3 separate regions of the Mus musculus genome follow, and regions 2 and 3 are each linked to region 1. Evidence: chromatin contacts called from public HiChIP or PLAC-seq data. All regions are on one chromosome and are shown on one strand. The core of a region is the stretch at or near the end of the contact, and the rest is flanking DNA. Distances in the headings are between cores, read along the strand shown.

Region 1 (2,831 bases), core at 45-2,544:
AGGAGTCCCACAAAAAAAAAAAACAAAACAAAAAAAAAAAAACAAAAAAAAAACAAGCCATACAACTGTAACATATGCTCTGGGGGTGTGGGTCAATCCCATGCAGGCTCCCTGATTGTCACTGAAGTCGTCTCTGTGAGGCCCTGTGAGCCCAGATTAGTTGATTCTGTGAGTTTTCTTGTGTCCTTGCCCCCTCTGGCTCCTACAATAATCCTTCCTCCACATCTTCCTCAGGATTCCTCAAGCTTTGCATAATGTGTGGCTATGAGTCTTTTCCATCTGTTTCCATCAGTTGCTGGGTGAAGCCAGTCTGCTAATAATTATGCTAGGCACTAATTTGTATTGAGAGAGAGAGAGAAAGACAGACAAACAGACAGACAGACAGATATAGAGACAGAGACAGAGAAAGACAGAAAAGAGAGGCAGAAACAGAGAGGCAGAGAGAGACAGACAGCGACAGAGAAAGACAGAAAAGAGAGGCAGAGGCAGCGCAGAGAGACAGAGAGAGAGGCAGACAGAAACAAAGACAGAGACAGAGAAAGATAGAAGAGAGAACGAGAGGGAGAGGGAGAGGGAGAGGGAGAGGGAGAGGGAGAGGGAGAGGGAGAGGGAGAGGGAGAGGGAGAGGGAGGCAAATGAAGTGACTCCTAATTATACTCTCCTAGAACAGTTCTGTCCTATGAGATTCCCTCAGTCACTGGGCCACTCTTTCCTGTCAGTCTCTCATCAATCACCCTTTGTTTAAAATGTGACTTTAGTTCTCACTGGGCTCAAATCATCCTCTGCTTTGTTCCTACTAAAGCACCAAGAGCAGAATGGCTGATGCCAGCCTGACACCCACGGGGTCTAAAGAAGGCGACTTTTTACCTTCTAAGTTCTCTAGTATTCATTTGTGCCGATGCTTAATGGCAGTATGAAAAATAACCCTGCCCTTGCCTCGGCAGTCTCTGAATCAGGAACTTGTTCTTAATCTAAAAGGGCCTTTAGGACGTTTGCTCTGAGCAGCCCCTACCTTATACATAAAAGTCTGTGATCATCTGAGGATTCCTAGCTCGCTGGATGTGGTCAAAGGAATCCTTGGCTTTCCTGGAGTTTATGCTTACTATATGAAAGTTCTGTTTCCTATACAGATTTTTATCTTCCTTGTATCTCCCTAAACAAATAATCTTTGAAGTCAGTTAAGATGAAAAAAAAAGAGAGAGAGAGAGAGAGAGAGAGAGTGGAATTATTTCACCCTGCCTTGTTTGTTTCCATGAGGGCTCTGAGTGAAAGGAAAAGATGAGTCACCCGGTTCTATTCCGTATTTGGTGGTCGGGACTCTTGGCTGTCATAACCAAAAGAGGGCAGCACTCCATGGGGTTTGAATTCTCAGGAAGCAAAGTCTTGGTTTCTCACTGAGCTCTACCATAGCAAGGCAAATGTGCTCTGTGTCACAGGTGATATAGAAAGGAGGAGAACACAGATCCAGATATACAAAAATAAGGGAAGAACAGCACACTTGGAACAGCAGTTAGGATAACCCTGTTTGTGAGCTGTGAAGACATTTCAGTGCAATGAGAATGATTGTCAGGTGGTTTTTCTTGGTTTGAAACATAATGAAAAAGCACTCAAAGCTCTATAATATTTTTAATATTGAGTGTACTGTGTCTGTGTGTGCATATGCACATGTATGCATATACCAAGCCTGGGTGTGGAGGTCGGAGGACAACTTGTGGGAATCAGTTCTTTCCTCTACCCTGTGAGATCTGGGAATTGAATTCCAGGTCATCAGTCTTGGTAGCTCATGCCTTTATCCACTGACCAATCCCACAAAGGTTTGGGGTAAGGAATATAACTTGACTCTCTCTCTCTCTCTCTGGGGAATATGCATCCAAGGGGGAAAAGAGACCCAAAGGAAAACCAGAAGATAATACAAAAAACTAAACCACTTTACAAAAAGTGAGGAACTGAACCAGTGGGGGGGGGGGCTGGTGGGGACACTATGAAATACAGAAGATGACTTTATTAAATAGACAAAGGTCAAAGGGGTCTGATGTGAGCCCTGAGGTTTCCTATCTGAAACTTAATCATAGAGTCAAGCCCTTGACCTATTAGGAATAGAGGAAGAAATAACTCATTTGGAAGCCACCATAATGAATTCATAATGAATTCAGTTTTGGGAACATTTCTCTTTCAGGGAAATCAAGTCCTTACTATACTGCTAAGATACAATGGGGTACAAGAAGAAATGCAGAAAGGAGATTGCCCCCAAAGATTGTTTTAAAAAGCAATCATGAATGCCTACTCTAAACTCCTTTATCCAGATAGAATCCCAGTGCTAACTACATGACTCACTTGTAGATACAGTGCTGGCCATTCATGAGTTATGCCCTCCTGACCTCACCCAACACTCTCTTTCTTCATTCTAATGTTATTTTAGTCATGTCTCATAGCAACATTTTGGGCAACAACTGGCCACACATACAGTGACAATTCTGTAAGATTGTATCTGCTAATAGTGACGTCATAGCCATTCCATTTGTGGAAACACTGTGATGTTCACATAACAATGAATGCATTTCTTAGAATGCATGTAATTTTTAAGAAATGTCTTATTGTGTTTGTACCTTGTAATAGTGATAACAAAACCCTTTTGTAATATAATTGTGAAAGCATCAATTAATTCCAACTATAATATTTTCTACATAAACCTGAAGACACAGTGATTTTTAAGTATCACTAGTATTTCTAGAAAACCACTAGCTAGACATTAAGTTTTGTACGTATCATTTCATTTAATCATGGAAATCATAAAACAATGGTGTAAGGTCGTTCTACCATCATCCCATTTT
Region 2 (2,700 bases), core at 199-2,698, 200 kb after region 1:
ATCAGAGCTAACTAGTCTGTCCACTCTTACGCACTGAATTATAGGCAGCAGGAAAGGAACTGGGGCTGTGTTTTTGCTATCTTTGTGTTCTCAGCTCCTGGCATAGGGCCCAACACATAAACGTACACAGTTGATTTGTACAGAACTGAACTGAGTACCGACATCAGAAGATAAACTTTCCTAGCAATTATAATCTGGAAGGGGTGAATAAATGTTTTTTTTTTTTTTCATGGAACCACCATTGAAGTCTGACTTACAAAAACTCGTGTGCCCGGTGTCACTACAAGTGATAAGCTAAAAAAGCAAACACCATGTATTATGGACTGCTGGGATCATGTTTATGGGAAGATAAGATTACAGATCAAAGTTGATACTTTTTCCTGTATGTATGTCTCCTCCTGAGATAGCCATCATATTTCTGTCAGGCTGTCTATTTCTTGTGTCATTCAGAGGCAAACAGGACAAATGATTTTTTAAAATGGGTTAACAATAGAAGTGAAGGTAAATATTCATGCAAAATACATGTTTCCCTTCCCCTGACCCATCTCAGAATAAGTAAAGCTTTGTGGGGTAGTCAGCATCGCTGTTGACTCAGGAGAGCCAATTAAGAACGTACATTTAAGGTTGGGCACAACTTCTTGAGCTGCTAGTAACAGCTGTAGAACTTGTACTTAAAGTAATGATTTATACCATTATTGAAAGCCATCAAATTAACTTTGATGACATTAGAGAAGAAAAAAATGATATAAACAAGGTTTAAGTATGACTTTTTATTTTTTTCCTCAAGAGAGTTATCAGGCGCTGGGAGTGGTGGCACACTCCTTTAATCCCAGCACTCGAGAGGCAGAGGCAGGCGGATTTCTGAGTTTGAGGCCAGCCTGGTCTACAAAGTGAGTTCCAGGACAGCCAGGGCTATACAGAGAAACCCTGTCTCGAAAAACCAAAAGAGAGAGAGAGAGAGAGAGAGAGAGAGAGAGAGAGAGAGAGAGAGAGAGAGAGAGAGAGAGAGGAGTTATTAGGCATCAAGAAGGAAAATGCATATTAGTGTGAGATAAATGCCTAATGTAAGGGTACCAAAGTCGGCATTGAGGAAGAGCGGCATATGTCTGACGTCACTGATTCGGCCCTATTCAATGGGTAAGATTCCCACGTGCGACACTCTCAGAGGTCAGGACTCTCTTCCCTTCACTTCCTTCCAAGCCACTGGAGAATGATGACTGGAGTTAGTCCAGAATGACAAGCTTACAAATCAGCAAGCTTGTTCATATTCTCTCCCTTCAACTCCCTCTCCCCCCCCCCAACTCCCTGTCCCTCCAATTCCCTCTCCCCAACTCCCTTCCCCCCCCCCCTTCTCACTTCCTTTTCTTCCATGGGACCATATCTAAAAGTCTCAAGGGTAAATTTGGGGGTGAGGGAAAGCTTTTGTCTAAGGCCACTTCAGCCTAAGTGAATGCAGAAATGGCTGCTATCCTAGAGCTACAGCTCTGTGTAATGTATTCCTCTGCGCTGAGGTTTGGGCTCCGAGCATTGAATGTTTCTTCTTTTTGCCAGTTTCTTTTGCATATGCCAACCGCAGAGACTTCTTAAAGGAATATCGAATTTGGGTTTGGAAATTTTTATATGCCGGTCAAAGCATTTTCAAATAAGAAGAAATTAACAAATCGTGATTTTTTAAAAGGAGAATTAGAACGGATTTCCTTAGGCACTGGCCAGAGCTGTACACCGTTATGAAAATGCTGCCCTCCAGGTTTATTTCCTCCACCAGATCATTCGTTTCTTGAGGATAGGAATGTCTGTGGTCTACTTTATATTCCTGGGGTATAACACACAACAGGCACATAGCAAGCACTCAAAGGCGTGCTGAGAGGGACCACTGTCCATTGCCAGTTGTATAATTAGAATTTCTTTCATTCTTCCTGAGTTGGGAACAAAGCTGCAGTGACCAGCAGCTATTTTGAGATGCTGACTCTCATGGAAATGTTTCCGACCTGCTTTGTTGGGATAGCCCCGGCACAACAGCTCTGGCCAACGTAAAAACTGTATCTTTTGTAAAACTTCAGAGCAGGGAGTATTGAGCTATGCAAGGAATACCAAACTAGAAATGTTCTCATCTTGGCTCTACTTCCTTATCTGCTAACTGTGGGAAAGCTACTGCATCTCTCAGGGCTGTTAATTTCTTTCCCCGTCTATTCAGGGACTAGTATTAAATTATACAAAACTCCCCCCAGCATCAACAGCCACATTAAATTCATCTTTGTGTTCCAACTCAATACTGAACTCATAATATGCGGTTAATATTTATCAGTTGAGTTAGATTGAAGCTGCCCCAGGGTCTCTAAAACATTACTTTACACTGTCTTAGTTCAAATGTAACATTGCTTTCGATGTTCAGTTTAAAATTAAAATGTAAGTGACCTCCAGGCCAGGGTTGATTTATTCTCACTTTTCTTTTATCCAGATTTTCAAATAAAAATAATTTACATGGTGAGAAAGCCACAGTGACTCACACTGCACTTTAAAAATCTAGGCTGCCAAACTTTGTCTTTAGTTTTGAGTAAAACACAGATCTCTGTAGAACGAGATTCAGGAGAACACTCTCTAAGTTCCTTGAACAAGTTATGCAGAAGTCGTAAATGTATACAATACCTTACTAGTAACAAACAAATGGAAAGACACTATTTTACTTATATAACAAAATAC
Region 3 (2,945 bases), core at 37-2,536, 250 kb after region 1:
TAAGTCCCGTTCTTGTAAAGAAAGGAAGGGTAACGACGTTTATTAGATTTGTTTTTTTTTTCTTTTTTTCCAGAAGTCAGTTTTTATATTCCTTGGTTATCTCCTTTAGATTTTATAGGCTGTAGTTCCTCTAAAAACTTTCTTCCAGGGTTCGAAACTTTATGTAAAATATTAAATATAAAGTGAGGGGCGGGAAAGATTACTATAGAACTGAAAAAGAATTTTCACATTGTTTAAGCACAAGGACCTCACCCATACCTATGTACTGTTACTTAAGGCTCCATTTTTTAAAAAAATGTTTGGTAAATTAAGCGCTATAAACTAGAATGGAAGATCAATGCTAGGTAAACAGAGGAAACTGAACCTAATCTGTCTGTACTAGGCTTTATACATTCATTGTGAGCTTGCTTTGTTTGTTTGCTTGTTTTCAGTAACATTGCTGGGATTGTGAGAAATACGTAATAAAAAATCCAGGCTGTCTTGTGGTAGGTAATTCGCTCTTGTGGTAATTCGGCACCTATGTTCGTGTATTTTAAGGCTTTCAAGTTTGCCTTTAACCCCCTGCTTTTTCTTCCTTGGGAATCCCAGAACCTTATATGGTCAAGACTCAGCTTTCAGACTTTCAGTAAAATGCAAGGCACCACTCCAAAAAGAAAAAAAACAAACAAAACGCAGGCTGGCTTTTACTTTGTCTTCAGTGTTCTCTTCTTGGCTGCCTTTATTACCACAGTAGCCGAGTTACTCAGAACCTTATGTGCTGCATTAGAAGTCGTCTTTCTGGGGGAAGGAATTCCTTTTGTGGAAGTATTTTTATGCTAGAACACTAACATTAACAAATGGTCCGTGGCATTGGTTATATAATTTGATTTAAAAAATAAAACCGCAAAGCAGTTTAGGTTCTTTTGTCATGTTGTAAAAAAGGAGGGTATATTGTATCTGTGTGTCTCATACCTAGGAAATATGGAAATTTTTGATGGTACAGTATTGACAAAGCTGAACAATGAAGTTGCTGCCTGGGAGTCTTTGTGTAGTGATGCTGCTGCATTCTGAGTAGAGCACACAGGAAAAGATGGCGAGCATGAATACGTTCTCTGAGTGGTTCTTAGTATCTGTCACTCAGTTATACCATTAAGGCAAATTAATATTGTGAAATTCTTAGTATTAGTTCACAGTTCCACTTAGGAAAAGGGAAGCTATTCTCTCTGTGTTAAACTAAAGACTATAAATTAGCCCAGCTCTCATAGCAAGTCTATGACACACTCAAATAGAATTTCCATGATCACGGTGAGTTACAAGTAGCAAAGATTGCCAGCTTACACAGCTACTGGTAGAGCTGCAGCATCATCCTGCAGGCTCCTCCTATTCAGTGTCTGATTAAAGTCCAATAGACTCCAGAGACAACTAGTTGTCATTATCAGTATAATGACAACTAAAGAAGGGCCCTTGATTTTGAGTGTTCATAGTATGGTAGAGGACAACAAGGGGGGAAAGGGTAGAGAAAGCAGATAGATACAAGTGAGTAAATCACTGTTGGTAGTGTTTTAGGACAGGGGTGTTCATGTTACAGAAAACAGTCATTCAGTCCCAGGGGTATTTGTTCAAGCTGTAGAAGACGTTAAAGACAAATGCTGAGGTCTAACTGAGCAATTTAAAGGGTATACTAGTCTCTTAACCATTACCTAGTGAAGTCCAAGAGTGTACGTCCTTTGTCTTCCTCCAGAGATGTTGGCATGTTCTAACTAGTTCATTCTGAGGACTGAAAAGATTGGAATTCTTGGTAGCAGTTCTTTTTTTCCCTTCCTTCTTTGTAGTTGAACTTGTCTCTCTCTTGGACCTCCAGTTAGGAGAGAGAATTACCTTAATCTCTCTCAGGAGCTCCTCCAGTCATCACACCTTGTTAAAAGGCGCTGCAGCACTGAGGACCAGGCTCACACATGAACTCTTGAGGAAATACTCCAGCCATAGCCAAACCTTAGCAGAACCTAAGAATGTCCTTCTGTTGTGTTTCCAGCGCTAGCTTTGTTTTGTCTAAGAACTTTAGTTATTTTAGCAAAGCTTTATAATGCTTGCTTTCTAACAAAGAAACCTGTACATGTGTTAAAACTTTTAGTGGGAGAATTCTCCCCAACTAGGCAAACTATATTTGAATTTATGTAATCATTGAATTTGTAGTTAGATAAAATAACTTCTGTGTAGTCAGTGTAAAATTTGTATGCAAAGGTTTCTCCCCTCACATTGAAATTTTTTATGACATTATAAAATTTTAATTCATTATTATCTGATTCAGAGATTCAGAGTTGTCAATAGTCATTTACTTTATAGTAATACAGATAAGTTTCTGAAAAGTGATGTTTTGGAATTCATTTGTAAGTGTTCTTATGTGTTGTAACCATTTTTCAGCATTGATCCAAATTCTATGATTGATACTAAAATGCAACAGTAGTTACCATTAAATATTATCTATAATTGCTATCAGGAAACATTTCAAAATCTTTCTACAGAAACATTTTGGTATGTTTTAATTAAGAAGTATGTATACCACACATTCTGTTTTAAACAAAAAAGCATTTATTTTGCCAAAGACAATAAAGAATAAAGAGATAATTAAATCTTAGGTGTTATTTTCTTTATAACTTGTCTTTCCTCATTGTAACAGGCCCAGGCTTGTTTTAGACTTGTTATGTAACTAGGGATGACTTGAGTGCCTGATCTTTCTGCTTCCATCTCCCAAATGATAGGATAACAGGCTATGTTCCCAGCCATGCCAATTTCTTTATTAACAAACTAATTTCCTATAATAGTAAGAAGATATACTAAATAAACATTGTAACAGGATACATTTTGACAATAAAGAGTTCTAAAGGGGTTTATTTGTCGTCCCAGAATATGAAGATACAGCTAGAAAAATGTCATGTATTAGGGAGACATCAGGTCCTCACCAGTTA

What was found. HiChIP or PLAC-seq counts read pairs in DNA pulled down with a chosen protein or histone mark.
Region 2: a contact with region 1 is called in an H3K27ac HiChIP or PLAC-seq map of neural progenitor cells, with 4 times the contacts expected there. The contact joins two enhancer-like sites. A contact is called at or near these places in 2 of 15 datasets of contacts at CTCF or cohesin (the NIH/3T3 cell line and large pre-B cells), 3 of 484 Hi-C or Micro-C datasets (macrophages, nephron progenitors and regulatory T cells) and 4 of 115 datasets of contacts at active chromatin or transcription factors (bone marrow-derived dendritic cells, memory CD8 T cells, neural progenitor cells and 1 more).
Region 3: an H3K27ac HiChIP or PLAC-seq map of neural progenitor cells shows a contact between it and region 1, with 13 times the contacts expected there. The contact joins two enhancer-like sites. A contact is called at or near these places in 1 of 39 promoter capture datasets (the 3T3-L1 cell line), 1 of 15 datasets of contacts at CTCF or cohesin (pro-B cells), 48 of 484 Hi-C or Micro-C datasets (the 3T3-L1 cell line, the AML12 cell line, the Ba/F3 cell line and 35 more), 11 of 115 datasets of contacts at active chromatin or transcription factors (CD8 T cells, the HPC-7 cell line, acute myeloid leukemia and 7 more) and 1 of 9 other capture datasets (bone marrow-derived macrophages).

The regions. Positions count from the first base shown.
Region 1 is chr10:107,931,332-107,934,162 of GRCm38.p6, forward strand. No RefSeq gene overlaps it. Among named protein-coding and RNA genes, the nearest start is that of Gm29685, 14 kb to the right of the region's middle. Within about 2 kb of position 1,295, at least 141 of the 459 cell types and tissues checked have an H3K27ac peak or open chromatin away from gene starts, as enhancers often do. A contact at or near this core is called in the C2C12 cell line, the NIH/3T3 cell line, embryonic fibroblasts and 6 more, where this site is marked.
Region 2 is chr10:108,131,988-108,134,687 of GRCm38.p6, forward strand. No RefSeq gene overlaps it. Among named protein-coding and RNA genes, the nearest start is that of Gm40754, 27 kb to the right of the region's middle. Within about 2 kb of position 1,449, at least 38 of the 459 cell types and tissues checked have an H3K27ac peak or open chromatin away from gene starts, as enhancers often do. A contact at or near this core is called in neural progenitor cells and stem cell-derived neural progenitor cells, where this site is marked.
Region 3 is chr10:108,184,270-108,187,214 of GRCm38.p6, forward strand. All of the region lies in intron 1 of Ppp1r12a (protein phosphatase 1, regulatory subunit 12A), which reads left to right. Among named protein-coding and RNA genes, the nearest start is that of Ppp1r12a, 24 kb to the left of the region's middle. Within about 2 kb of position 1,287, at least 69 of the 459 cell types and tissues checked have an H3K27ac peak or open chromatin away from gene starts, as enhancers often do. A contact at or near this core is called in the C2C12 cell line, the NIH/3T3 cell line, embryonic fibroblasts and 5 more, where this site is marked.